Regions from separate parts of the Mus musculus genome. Here region 1 is linked to region 2. Evidence: chromatin contacts called from public Hi-C data. All regions are on one chromosome and are shown on one strand. Each heading gives the region's core, a stretch centred on a gene start, on an enhancer-like site or on the middle of the called end of the contact. The rest is flanking DNA. Distances are from core to core; before and after follow the strand shown. Region 1 holds the start of Scpep1 (serine carboxypeptidase 1). Region 2 overlaps Gm38534 (a long non-coding RNA gene).

Evidence for each region. A called contact is a pair of places that touch in the nucleus more often than the background predicts.
Region 1: a contact with region 2 is called in a Hi-C map of pro-B cells, with 4 times the contacts expected there. The contact joins the promoter of Scpep1 here to the enhancer-like site in region 2. A contact is called at or near these places in 2 of 39 promoter capture datasets (cranial neural crest and maxillary cranial neural crest), 2 of 484 Hi-C or Micro-C datasets (the N1E-115 cell line and pro-B cells), 4 of 115 datasets of contacts at active chromatin or transcription factors (bone marrow-derived dendritic cells, embryonic basal ganglia, large pre-B cells and 1 more) and 2 of 9 other capture datasets (adipose tissue and liver).

What each region holds. Positions count from the first base shown.
Region 1 is chr11:88,953,690-88,960,101 of GRCm38.p6, reverse strand. Scpep1 (serine carboxypeptidase 1) reads left to right here and starts at 4,660. Exons shown (of 13, transcript NM_029023.3): 1 at 4,660-4,808. The coding sequence starts at 4,733.
Region 2 is chr11:88,231,168-88,238,279 of GRCm38.p6, reverse strand. All of the region lies in intron 1 of Gm38534 (a long non-coding RNA gene), which reads right to left. Among named protein-coding and RNA genes, the nearest start is that of Gm38534, 3.8 kb to the right of the region's middle. Within about 2 kb of position 3,944, at least 237 of the 459 cell types and tissues checked have an H3K27ac peak or open chromatin away from gene starts, as enhancers often do. A contact at or near this core is called in the N1E-115 cell line, adipose tissue, liver and 2 more, where this site is marked.

The DNA.
Region 1 (6,412 bases), core at 3,411-5,910, 720 kb before region 2:
TCAGCCAAAGCTTAGCTTTGGACTGCAAGCTACTCAGGACCTTCAAATTGCTGAGTTTGTATGAAACTGACATGAACATCCTACAGAACTTTGAACTCAAAACCACTTAATCCTAAAACTGTCAAATACAACCAAGCCTGTAATTTTTGTTTGTTTGTTTGTTTTTAAGACAGGGTTTCTCTGTGTAGTCTTGGCTGTCCTGGAACTCACTCTGTAGACCAGGCTGGCCTTGAACTCAGAAATCTGCCTGCCTCTGTCTCCCAAGTGCTGGGATTAAAGTCGTGCGCCACCACCGCCGCCCAGCTAAGCCTGTAACTTTTAATTCTTAAAAATGCAATGAGGGGGCTGGAGAGATGGCTCAGGGGTTTAGAGTGCTGACTGCTCTTCCGAAGGTCCTGAGTTCAAATCCCAGCAACCACATGGTGTCTCACAACCACCCATAATGAGATCTGATGCCCTCTTCTGGTGTATCTGAAGACAGCTATAATAATAAATAAGTTTTAAAAAATGCAATGTAAAGTCCTTTTGGAAGCTATCATTATGAACTGTTTAGCTTAATTACGAAATGCAGGTTAATGGTCAATCAACCCCGTGGTTTTATTAGGTCCTAGTTTAGTTGCAGATGTATTCAAAGTTAATCAGATAATAAATAGCTAGAGACAAGTAGCATTTGCCTATTCAGGTATACTGAGTAGATGGTCTTCAAAAACATCAGAGATCTGTAGAATATGGCATTTAAAAATACTTCATAGCTGGGTGTGGCGGCACACGCCTTTAATCCCAGCACTTGGGAGGCAGAGGCAGGCGGATTTCTGAGGCCAGCCTGGTCTACAGAGTGAGTTCCAGGACAACCAGGGCTACACAGAGAAACCCTGTCTCGAAAAACCTAAAATCAAAACAAAACAAAAAAAACAAAAACTTCATTAGTTTAAGACTTGTGACACTGAGAGCTGTCAGCTCCTGGCAGCATCCCCGTACTGCTTCAAAGAAAATGATGAGCATCAGAAAATCTCCTCATGAAGCTTTACTTCATATGTGGCAAGCTGCCACTGGGCAAAGACCTGCCCTTGCTTCAACTGCTGACAGTGTGCTATCCAAGCTGAAGACAGGCAGGCCACAAGGAGAGTGGACTGAGAAATTCTGCCAGCCCAAGGTGGAAAAGTCCTTCAGAATTCCTCCTTCACAGAGAAGTCTGTCCAATGTTCTGGGATAGTAAACCACAGACACGGACACTCCAGCATTGCAGAGGAACCTTGGGGACTGTCCAGGCAGCCAGCAGTCTCTGTCATTTCTATAGTTTTGGAATCTACTTGCTTTGCACTTCCTCTTTATTCAGTCGATGTTTATTATTCTCAGCTCTGATGAGGTTGAAGACTAGATAGTTACAGTCTCACAGTTAAGCTTAAGTTGTTTAGGACATAAGACAATGTTTTAAGATCTAAAAAGATGTTTCTAGGTTGAAAGATGGCAGTTATGATAGAAAGTGATTTAGTGGGGGCTGGAGAGATGGCTCAGCGGTTAAGAGCACTGACTGCTCTTCCAAAGGTCCAAGGTTCAAATCCCAGCAACCACATGGTGGCTCACAACCATCTATAATGACATAAGCTCAGCTGGCAGTGCTTGCTTTGCATGTGTGAGGATTTGATTCGCAGCCACCACCACCACCACCGCCACCACCACACAAACAACACACAATTTTTCAAAAGAAATCCCTGGGGCATCAGAGAGGCCTGACTCTGGGTGTGCCTATGGACAACCATCGACCAGGGTCTCAGACTGAAGAGAAAGGGGAAAGGAATGCCCAGTGAGGGCCATCATTCCTCTCTCTGCTCCCCGCTCCACCCAGACACAAGCAAGCAGCCTCCCATCTCTGCTGCTACAGACCACACCCTCTCAAACTATAAACCAAAACAAATCCTTCTGCCCTTCAGTGGCTGTCAGCTCACAGCAATAGTAAGTAATACACTCTCTCTGGAGACCTGAGAAGTCAGCAGGGCTGTTTCCCAGGGAGACTGCAGAGGGCAGGACCCAGGCTACTTACCATACTATACAGGTAAGGTCCCCAGGACAGCACTGAATCTAAAGAAAACCAGATGGATACAAATTAGCTATATCTTTCCAAAAAAATACCCCACAATGGCTTCCCTTCTAAGCACAAAGGGACAGGAGCAAGAAACCCAGTGACTTTGAGGGGAAACACTCCAGAGAACCCTAGTGTCCAAGCAGGAATGGCTGACATCTCAGTGGCTGGAAGATGTTCTTCCTGCCAATTCTAAGGTCCAATGCCAGGCGTGTTGGCACACGCCTTTAATCCCAGCACCTGGGAGGCAGAGGCAGGCGGATTTCTGAGTTCGAGTCCAGCCTGGTCTACAAAGTGAGTTCCAGGACAGCCAGGGCTATACAGAGAAACCCTGTCTCAAAAAAACAACCAACCAACCAACCAACCAAAAAAAAAAAAAACAAAAAACAAAAAACAAAAAAAACAAAAAGAACCCCAAATAAACAAACAAACAAAAAAGCTAATCTTTTCTATATTTTATTATGAAAAAATCCAAACATAGAAAATTTGAACTTTTTTGCTGCAAAACACTCTGTGGCTCATAGTCTACCACTAATATCAAACTACAATACTTTATTTTTATCTATTCATGTATTCATTCTTTCTCTTGAGATGGAGGTCTTGCTCTGCAGCCCAGGTTAGAGAAAAACCTCATGGAAATTCTTTAGCTGCAGGCTTCTGAGAACAAGGCACATAGTACAGCCTCTGGTGGTTAAGTGTGTTTGGCTCTGATCATAAAGAACATGGAAAGCTGGGCGTGGTGGCGCATGCCTTTAATCCCAGCACTCGGCAGGCAGAGGCAGGCGGATTTCTGAGTTCGAGGCCAGCCTGGTCTACAGAGTGAGTTCCAGGACAGCCAGGGCTATATAGAGAAACCCAGTCTTGAAAAAAAAAACAAAAAACAAAAAACAAAAACAAAACCAAAAAAAAGGCTAGATTTTTCAGGCATTTGGCCCCACTCATGTTGGAGCAGGAGAAAAGTAGACAGCAGACTCCCACTTCTCTGCAGCCCTGCCCTCAGTGGCAACGTAGGACACAGGATACGCACTACACTTTCTAGAAGCTATAAAATCTACAGGTTGCAAAGAAAAACATTTCTGCTGATGCATAGGAGGCATGGGGGAGGATAAAAACCTGAGTCAGGGACACATTCTTTGTTCTTGCTTTCTTTTGTGAGTTTGTTATCTTAAAACAAAGTTTGCAGAGACAAAAGTCACTTCCAGGTAGCTCTTGCTGTTGCTTGGCTCTGTGAGGTGACTCAGTACCCCTAAAATATTCCGTAAAATAAAAATTTATCTTCAGACAGACATATCATACACACACACCTCTGCAGTCCATGTTTTCTTCAAATTCCTCTCCACAAGCCCTTGATACCTTCTTTTAAATAACTGCTTTGAAGATAGTATATCACACACAGTGATGTTGACCATGCTATCAAGAGAGAAAAAGTCCACTTTTTTTTTGCTGTGTTTAAAATACATAACCAAAAGTTATAGGATCTATATAGTAATTTTTTATGAATTACTAGTATATTAATGACACATGTGATTTGATAATAATATTTTCGATTCACTTTATCTATGTGAGCGTTTTGCCTGCAGGCTTATATATGCATCATATGTATGCTTGAGGAAGTGCCAGATCCCCTGGATCATGAGATGTGGAGTTCTGAATCTGTACGCCACCATGTGGGTCTTGGGAACCAAACTTGGGTCCTTTGGAAGAGCAACAATGCCCTTAACCCCTGAGCCACCACTTCAAAGTAATGGGTTTCTGAAAATAGAATCTAGACTCTTTCTTTCTCTCTTCTTTTCTTTCTTTCTTTCTTTCTTTCTTTCTCTCTCTCTCTCTCTCTCTCTCTCTCTCTCTCTCTCTTTTTCTTTCTTTCTTTCTGTTTTTTTTTTTTTTTTTTTTTTTTTTTTTTTTTGAGACAGGGTTTCTCTGTGTAGCCCTGGCTGTCCTTGAACTCACTCTGTAAACCAGGCTGGCTTGGAACTCAGAAATCCACCTGACTTTGCCTCCCAAGAGCTGAAATTAAAGGTGTGCGCCACCACTGCCCAGCTCTAGTCTTAAAAGACCTGCTGGTTCGTGCTTTAATCTGACTTCATCTTTTCAGATGCAATTTTTTAAAATTCTAGGCCTGAGACTATGGAGATGGCTCAGTAATTTAAGAGCACTTGTTGGTTTTCCAGAGGACTCAAATTCAGTTCCCAGCATCTGCACCGGCCACTCAAAAAGCCCTGTAACCCTAGCTCCAGAGAAACCCACTCCTTCTGCATAAACCCACACATGTGGCATATACATTCATACACACATATGCACATAAAATAATAAAAACAAGTCTTAAAAGATAAAACATAAGCCTTTTGTCGGAGAAGACAAACACGGGCCGGGCTGAGGGGATGGTGGTTATCCAGTTGTAGTTTTCTCAATTCTTCCCTACTTAGTAACCAAGGTCAGATGACATATTAACTGCCTCCTTTGTAGCACCTCCCTCGAGAGCCCTTTGTAGGAGGTCCTGGGTGGGTCCGACCGGCAGAGGGAGCGCGGAATCCTTAGGAGTGTCAGGGCCCACTTAGGCTCCGCCCCTGACTCCGCCCAGTCCCCGCGCAAGCCGTCACGCGATGGCCTTTGGCTCCTGCCTGTTGCTGATGTTGCGGCGGGGTTTTCATCATGGAGCTCTCGCGGCGGATCTGTCTCGTGCGACTGTGGCTGCTGCTCCTATCGTTCTTACTGGGCTTCAGCGCGGGTAGGTTCGTGAGAAAGACGCACCAACGGTGGGTGCCTCCTTCTCGAATTTGTTGATGCGTTCGCGTTTTTCTTTTTCTTTTTTTTAAAACACATTTCTTTCTCCCGCTTCTTCCCTTGAGAAATTTATATTGTTTCTGAACCTCTTAATTTTTATTTGTGTCTTAATTCAAAGTGCCTTTTCCTGCCCCTTCCTGATGCAGGGTGATTCCTGGAGATGGAAGTGTTTGTACAGAAACGTATGGTTTCAGGAAATTGCTGATGAGTGAGACTTCACGGTCTAAAGGCCACCTCCCCTTTCTCCTGTGGTTAGCTGCCTAGTGACGTTTTAGGGTCATTTGATTGAGCTGAGATTGGAGGCCAAAGAGACCTCTACAAATCCTTGCTTTGAAACAAAGCCTGCCACCTCTGCTGGTTTAGAAGAGACAAAATATCAGCTGACTGCTCTGGCCTATTTTTGGGCAAAAAAGAATTTTGTTTTGTGGAATGACTTGCAAATTGGCACATTTTCTTTCTTTCTTTTCTTCTCGTTTTTTTCCTTTTTTTCTTTTTGTTTGTTTTTCCAGACAGGTTTTTTTCTGTGTAGCCTTGGCTGTCCTGGAACTCTCTCCATAGACTAGGCTGGCCTCGGACTCTTACCTACCAAGTGTCTGGATTAACTCTCACTTTATTAAAGGAAAAAAATATATTTTGTCTTGCCTCCATGTCTGTCTGTGTACTACTTGTATGCCTGGTGCTCTGAGAAGTCAGAAGAGGGCTTTGGATCTCAGGAAAGCGAAGGTACAGAAGTTGTGAGCTGCCATGTGAATTCTGGGAATTAAACCCAGGTCCTCTGGAAGAGCAAGACAGTGAGAAAGTGATCTTACCAGCTGAGCCATCTTTCCAGCCTTTTAATTTAATTTCTTTCTTTCTTTCTTTCTTTTTTAATTTGTTTTGTGAGTGTCAAAGGGTGTGTGTGTGTGTGTGTAGTCAGAGGACAACACGGAGAAGTCAGTTTTTCTATGATGTAGCTCCCTGTGACTGAACTAAGGGTGCCAGGCTTGGTGGCCACTGTCTTTTATCTCCTGAGTCATCTCACCACCCCTGATTTTCAGTCTTTTTTTTTTTTTCAAAGATTTATTTATTTTATGTATATGAGTACACTGTAGCTGTGCAGATAGTTGTGAGCCATCGTGTGGTTGTTGGGAATTGAACTCAGGACCTCTGCTCGCTCCATCCAGCCCTGTTCACCCCATCCCAAAGATTTATTTATTATTATATGTAAGTACACTGTAGCTGTCTTTAGACACGCCAGAAGAGGGTGTCAGATCTCATTACAGATGGTTGTGAGCCATCACTTTCAGCACTTGGGACTTGAACTCAGGACCTCTGGAAGAGCAGTCAGTGCGCTTAACCACTGAGCCACCTCTTCAGCCCCACCCCTTATGTTTTAACAGGAGTTTGTACCAGGGAAGGGAGAAAAACACCAGGGTTTACATTATGAGGGACTTGAGCCTTATCAGTCATTTCCAAGGGAACTCTAATTTCATGTTATTTTATAGATACAGCCACACCCGTAATTTTTCAGCCTGTTTTTCCTTAGATGCATCCCCACCCTGACATTGC
Region 2 (7,112 bases), core at 2,695-5,194:
TAGGGACACGCTGCCTTGTCTGTCAGACAGATTGTTGTTAGTCCTCTGTCTTCATGAGGCTTGCTCATTTTTGTCCCTCCCCTGTCAGCGTGACTGGTGGATGTCAGTTTTGACTATTCTTTTTTTTTTTTTTTCCCAACTGAATGGGCAAAGATGTCCAACTGGGAAAGGCAGGTGGGTCACTGAGGAGCAGGGCAGAGACTCAGATGACAAGAGCATTGCGTTTGTGCTGGGAGACCAGACCGTGAGCATCAGCATGGGCAGCAGACAGCACCTCTCCAACCTCCCTCTCCTTCAGAGAAGTTTCTAGCCCAAGATCTAATCCCTTAACTCATTTATGTGTGCCATACATCCCCATAATATTTTATGCCATTATTTTGAAGTATGTGTGTGTGTGTCTGTGTATGGGTGGAGGGACCCACAAAGGCCAGAAGATGGCGTTGCCTCCTCTAGAGCTGGAGATACAAGCAGTTGTTCCTTGCCTGATAAGGGTGTGAGGAACCCAACTCAGGTCCTCTACAAGAGGACAGTAGTAGTCATTCTCAGCCCTGGGCCATCTCTCTAGCCCCCATATTTTTACTTTTATTTCTATTCTTATTTATTTATTTATGGTGGTTTTTTTGTTTATTTGGTTTTTTGGGTTTTTTTGTTGTTGTTGTTGTTTTGTTTTTTGTTTTTTTTGAAACTGGGTTTCCCTCTGTAACAGCCCTGGCAGTCCTGGAACTCACTTTGTAGGTCAGGCTGGCCTCAAACTCACAGAGATCCACCTGCTTCTGCCTCCTGAGTGCTAGAATCAAAAGCATCCTCCATCACCACCAGGCTTTTTCTTTTTACAGCACATTTCTTATTAGTGTAAATGTTTGTACTACTATGATAGACATTGTAGGGGTGACAGGATCATAACTAACAGTGCCCAACCTCGGAGTGATTAGAACATAAGAACACACTAAGACGGAGACGGTAGCACATGAGAGTGATTGCACTTAAGTAGAATCCAGTGTTCTGGGTGCCCAGGGCTGGGCGTGTAAAGTCCAGGGGATGGTCACAGATGATGTGACAATGTGGATCTTGGAATTTGGATAGAAAGTAAGACAAAAAAAAAAATAAAAAACAAAAAAAACAAATCAGGGACAGCAGAGGGGAAGAGCAGGACATGGAACAGCCAATAAAATGACCAGAGCAGAGTGGCTTTGTGCTGGAACAAGGAGCAAGGCCAAGCTGACAGCACCTGGCTTCTAGCACAAAACTTCCCCGTCCTGTACAGATGTGCAGTCTGCTTCCCAGATGCAGCCTGCGGCCTGTGGCGCTCTGTTACACACTCTAAAAACAATGTTATGTATCTTTCTCACTGCACTGTGAGCCTCTGGGTCAGGAATGTGGTTGGAAGAATGGTGTATCTCCAGCCCCCTCCATCCCTGGTCGTGTCCCCGAGAGTCCTCAAAATCACGAGACAAAGGGGAATTGGGTTTGCAGAGGGAATGATGGCTGCCTATCCACCGACCTTAATAAAATGGGCAGATTGGATTTGCTGAGCCCAGAGTTACCAGCACGTGGGTCCTGAAAAGGTGGGCAGGAGAGTCAGAGGGAAGTGTGACTATGGAAGAAGACCCAAGTGGTGTATATGAGAAGAGTCTGGCTTGCCCTTACAGGATTTGGAAGTGGAAAGAAAGTGAGGCCACAAGTCAAGGGATGCTAGAAGCTTAAAAGGACAAAGAAATTGATTGTCCCTTAGAACATATAGTGGGCCTGTCAACACCCTGATTTTAGCCCAGTGAGAAAGAACCCTTCCTCACCTCTAACCTACAAAGCCATTAAGATAATACATGTCTGCTGTTCAAGCCACAAAGTTGGAAGTAATTTGTTTTTGTGGTGCTTGGTGTTCGGAATCTAGGTTGTTCTGCACACGTGGTAGGCAAGTGCTCTACTTCTGAGCTACCTCCCCAGTCTTGAAGGCAAGGTTCTTGTTTACAGGAGCAGTTGGACAGTAACTTTGGAGGGACTTCTATGTCTCTGTCTCAGATGTATTCACAGCCACATGAAACCTGATTCTAGCTATGGAAGTGCTCGACCCATGCTTACTTAACGAAATTAGGAAATTACGTAGGCTCAACAGCCCTGCTAACAAACAAAAGAAAGTCTAGCATTAGCCTGTACTGACAGCCTGGTGCTCCAAGCGCCTTTGTTCTTCACAGCCTCTGCTCTCGCTATATAAATAAAGCCAGAGGACAAGGCTTCCTTCTGTGTTCCAAGCAATTTGCTTATGCGAGTGGGATTCCCGGGTCAAGAATGATGCGAGGTGTTTTTATGGTCCTTCACCCACTTAGCCAGCTTACTTTTCAGAGTCTGAGCCCGTGAGCTCATTCGTGATTCATGCAAGCTGGCGTCTCACTTTCTGACGAGCTCGGGCCCATGCGGGTTAGGGGGTGGATCAGAGAGCCTCATGCACAGCCCGTCCCTGAGCCCTGAACTTGTCCCTGCTCCATAGAAACTCTAAAGTTCTAACCCCTCAGACTTGAGGGAGGCGTCCGGCGTCCCTCAAAGAGCAAAGGTCCGGGTCACCATGCTGGTGGGGCAGGACGGACTTCGTGGTCACAAGGAAGGTTCCTTAGGGACAATACTGATGCAAGAGGGAGCAACCTGACACACCCCTAGTTAATTTTATCAGGGACTGCATCGAGAGCTTTTTTTTTTTTTTTTTTTTTTAAGAATCGCAAGAGACGGTCCAGTCTGCCTGTGTTGAGGAAGCTGTAACTTTCCAGTGCTCCTAAATAGTGAGCCTGGGAATTGCTGTGACTGACCCAGGGGGAGGAGCTGGTCTGACCCAGGGGGAGGAGCTGGTCTGACCCAGGGGGAGGAGCTGGTCTGACCCAGGGGGAGGAGCTGGTCTGACCCAGGGGGAGGAGCTGGTCTGACCCAGGGGGAGGAGCTGGTCTGACCCAGAGGGAGGAGCTGGTCTGACCCAGGGGGAGGAGCTGGTCTGACCCAGGGGGAGGAGCTGGTTTATTTAAAGACCTGACTTTATTTTTTTTCCTTCCTTTCCTTAGCAGTTTTAGCTTTCTTTTTTGTTTCTCTCTGTTTTAGTTGGAGTTTGGGTTTCTTGTTTGTTTGGGGCTTTTGTTTTTAATGAGTCCCTTGTTGACTGGGCTAATAAGAACATTCCAGAAGTGAGGATAAGATGGCTAATTTCTTTCCACCTGCTTCTAATCTATAGAGAACAAACCAACCCAAGGCTTTACCCTCCCTGAGGGCTTCTCAGTTTCAGGGAAAACGAAACATCCCCGTGACAACTTGGCTCCCCTGTCTGTCTCTCAGGAGCCTCGCAGTGCAGATGTTGGGAGACACTGCTCAAAACAGTGGACAGGTGGGTCTGTGGGAGTGGGGGTAACAGGCTCTTAAAAGGTCTGCAAGCAAAGGCTTCGGGGAGACTGGGCATCACTGTGCCAGGCTCTATCATGAATGACATCTAATGACCTGCCCTTGGCCTTTTTTCTTCCTTCCTTCCTTCCTTCCTTACTTCCTTCCTTCCTTCCTTCTTTCCTCCCTCCCTCCCTCCCTCCCTCCCTTCCTCCTTTCCTCCCTTCCTTCCTTTGGTTTCTACTCTGCCTCAGCTTGACATGATAAAATAGGGCGTATGAAACTGAGCTCTGTGGACAGAAGACCGTCCCTGAACAGTCTGGGACTCGGGCATGTCTGTTAACCACCAGGCTCTGCTAGTGAGCATCCGATCAGGAGAATTCTGGAATTCAGAAATCTTTACCAGTTCTTGGTACTAACCTCAAACGTCCCTTGTGACTTGGGGCCTTTGGTTCTAGGGGTTCAAGTTTTCCCTCTGGGAAATGCCCAAAACAGTCCCCGTTCCCTAGGGAGTGAGTACGGGGTATGTCAAAGGAAGACAGAAGAGCCAATATTATAAATCACCCCTCAAGTGGCTGCCTAAACAGAGCCAGTCAGACCCCGGACAGCTCCCTTTCCCTGCCCTCCACACACACCCTGACAGCATCCCACAGGCCTCCTGCCTCCCTGTGAGGCCTCAGGCGACTTCACAGCCCGTGAATTTCCTTTGGCACTTTGAGGCTTCCTCCCACCCCCACCCCAGAGGATGCATGAGACCGCAGCAGGAAATGAAGAACATATTTTTAAATCAGAGGGGAAGCGATGTCTTTGTGTCAGATAAGTGGCCTGGATCCAGGGCTGAGAGACTGTGGCACATCTCTCCTTGCAGACAGCAGGTGCTCTTCGAGATGTGGTTGTGGCAACAAAATAAATGATGGATAATTGCTTTTGTGACAACTTGCCAATTAAATTAGACTCAGCAGAATAACATAATGACAATTTGTTATGCTCCGGTGGGCACTAACATACCAATCATAATTAAATGCTATGACTGAAATAGAATACGGCTCAACGCAGGAATATATAACCCCAATTCCCTCTCCGTGAAACATTATAGGTTGAGGCTTGATTTTAATTTCGGGAAGATAATGGCATTAGTGCATATCTGAGTGGGTTTGTGGAGAGGCCTGTGGTGAGAGGAGATGGGCCCGAGTGAAGGCTGGCCCAGGGGAACGCCCTGGGGGGCTGATCTGCAAGGTAGTGAGGAAGTGTGGGGAGTCTTTGGGCGAAAACAGTGTTTCTTGGATGTGTCTGGTCTTGCCTACAGAGCTTGGGAGGCACGGGAGAAAGCTGTTGCCAACAGCCTCTGAAGTAACTGGGCCTACACTGTAGAGTCCCAAAGCCCTCCATCTAGAATGTTCTATGGGTGTTTGTTCTCACACCCTGTTTTAAAAAAAAAAAAAAAAGTCACTCTACCTCCACCAAGCTTGGGAAGCAAGGAAGAAGGGGTGGGAAGAATGTAAGACCTGGAGGGAGGGAGAGGTGCTGAGAAGCCTGGTTGTTGTTCACGTGAACTCACAGCAGCACAAGGTCAAACCAGTTACATTCCAGCCTGGATCTAGAAGGGGCTGCACTGGGCACAGAGGACCTATTTATTGATTGCTAACTGCTGTTGGGCAAGGGAGAGTCATTTTTCTTTGAGAATGCCCCAGACCTATGCAAACATGGCCAGCATGACTGACATTTACACCAGCACAGATTCTGCATCCAAGGCTCAGGGGATATCGCAGAAGAGGAGTTGAAAAGGATGTAAGAGCTGTAGACTCAGGACGTCTGCTGTGAGACTGTGCCTTCTAGCTATGTCAGAAAAGCTATGCCCCTGAGATCTCAGCAACATGGCTGCCTAAAGATGGTCTAAAGGATTCCAACAGTTGACAGCCCATGGGTAGATGGGGGAACTCTCACGGGGCCATACCCCTAGATGCTACAAGCAATTAACAACTTTGAGAGAGGGAGAATTAGTTTTCCCCAGGAATGAACCCTGGGATCAATTATCTAATACCCAGCGATCAGCTCTAGGAACATATACATGCAGACAACACTGTATAGATCCAGTGGATTATAGCTATGCGTTTACTCATTTATATTTAACATCATTAGCTAAAGAAGAGGAGGCCGTGGATTTGCCGAGATTGGTCAGATGTGGAAGGGTAGGAGGGAGAAGAATGGAGGGAGAAAGAACCTAATTACATTTAAGATTTAAAAAATGCAGAAAGGAGGAGACTGGAGAGGTGACTCAGGGGTTAGGAGAAGTTGGCCCTCTAGCAGAGAGAACCCGGGTTCTGTTTCCAGCACCTACACAGCAGCTCATGGCCTCTGTCACTCCAGTCCCAGGGGATCAAATGCCTTCAGATACCAGATATTCATGTGGTGCACACATATTCTTGTAGGTAAAACACTCATGCAGACACACACACACACACACACACACACACACACACATGAGCTCGCATGTTTTAGAGTTTGGTTTTTCGAGACAGGATTTCTCTGTGAAGCCCTGGCTGTCCTGGAACTCACTTCTGTAGACCAGGCTGGTCTTGAACTCAGAGATTCAGCTGCTTCTGGTTCCTCTGTTTCATCTGCTGGGATTGAAGGCGTGTGCCGTCACAGCCCAGTTCCATTTCTTCTGTGACTTACACTTCCGGGACGCAGTCATTAGTGCTTTTCTCTTCTCCTACTAGATCGTAGCAGCTCTGTGCACACGATAGCTGTTCACCCTTCTATCCGAGCTTTGTATTGATTTTTTGTGGGTGCCACACTCATGCACCCCAATCCACTCATCTCCCCATCCCTTCCCATCTACCCACCGCCCTTGCGACCTCCGCATGAAATAACAAGACAAAGCAAAGATAAAAAATATATATCTCATGGTGGAAGCTGCAGTGTGTCCCACAGTCTACCCTTTTGTCCACACAGCTTTACTTGCAGATGTTCATTACAACGAGTCACTGGTCTGGTTCGAGGCCTCTGGCTTCTGCTACACCCTCAATACTGGGATTCTCCCCAGGACTCCTCTCAGATAACCTGTTGTTGCCCTGTATCATGGAGCTCCTGCAGCTTTAAATCTGCAGGACTGGTCCCTTCACAAGCTCTAGCAGTTCATACATGGTGGATGTTGGGGTGAGCCAACTCAAAGCCTGGATCTGGGCTGAGCGGTAGCTGAGTTGGCCAGACTGCCAACTCTTCCCCAGTCCACATCCCCAGCGCAAGCTCCCTAGCACTGCCCCAGCCAGCTCACCCAATGCCAGCATCTGGCAAGGAGCAGGGCCAGCTCTCTGGCTTTCATACCCTCGGGGGCCAGCTCACCTGTACCCAGGCCACCAGAGTCACCCCCTACTCTGCTGTCCAGTCAAGTGGCAGAGCAGGGAGCCTGTTCTCCCAAGCACTACAGCTGGTGAGGGGTTGGGGACAGCTGTCCAGCTCACATGACTCAGGGACCAGCTCTTCTGCCTGCTGCAAGTGACCAAGGAGGAGAGTGTGGCCTCTCTCCTGTGCCTGAGCCACTGCACAGCAGATGAGTGGCAGGGCCAGCTGTCCCACGTTCATGCCATCAGGGCCAGCTCTACTGTGCTGCCCAGGGAAGAAGCAGGGGCCACTCTCCCAGGGGTGGGGGCAGCTCTCCAGAATGCCACAGCCAGTGAGAGGCTGGACCAAGCTCTGCACAGCCCTTGGACAGTAACATCGTCTCAGGCCTCAGCCCTGACCAGGGATGCCACAGA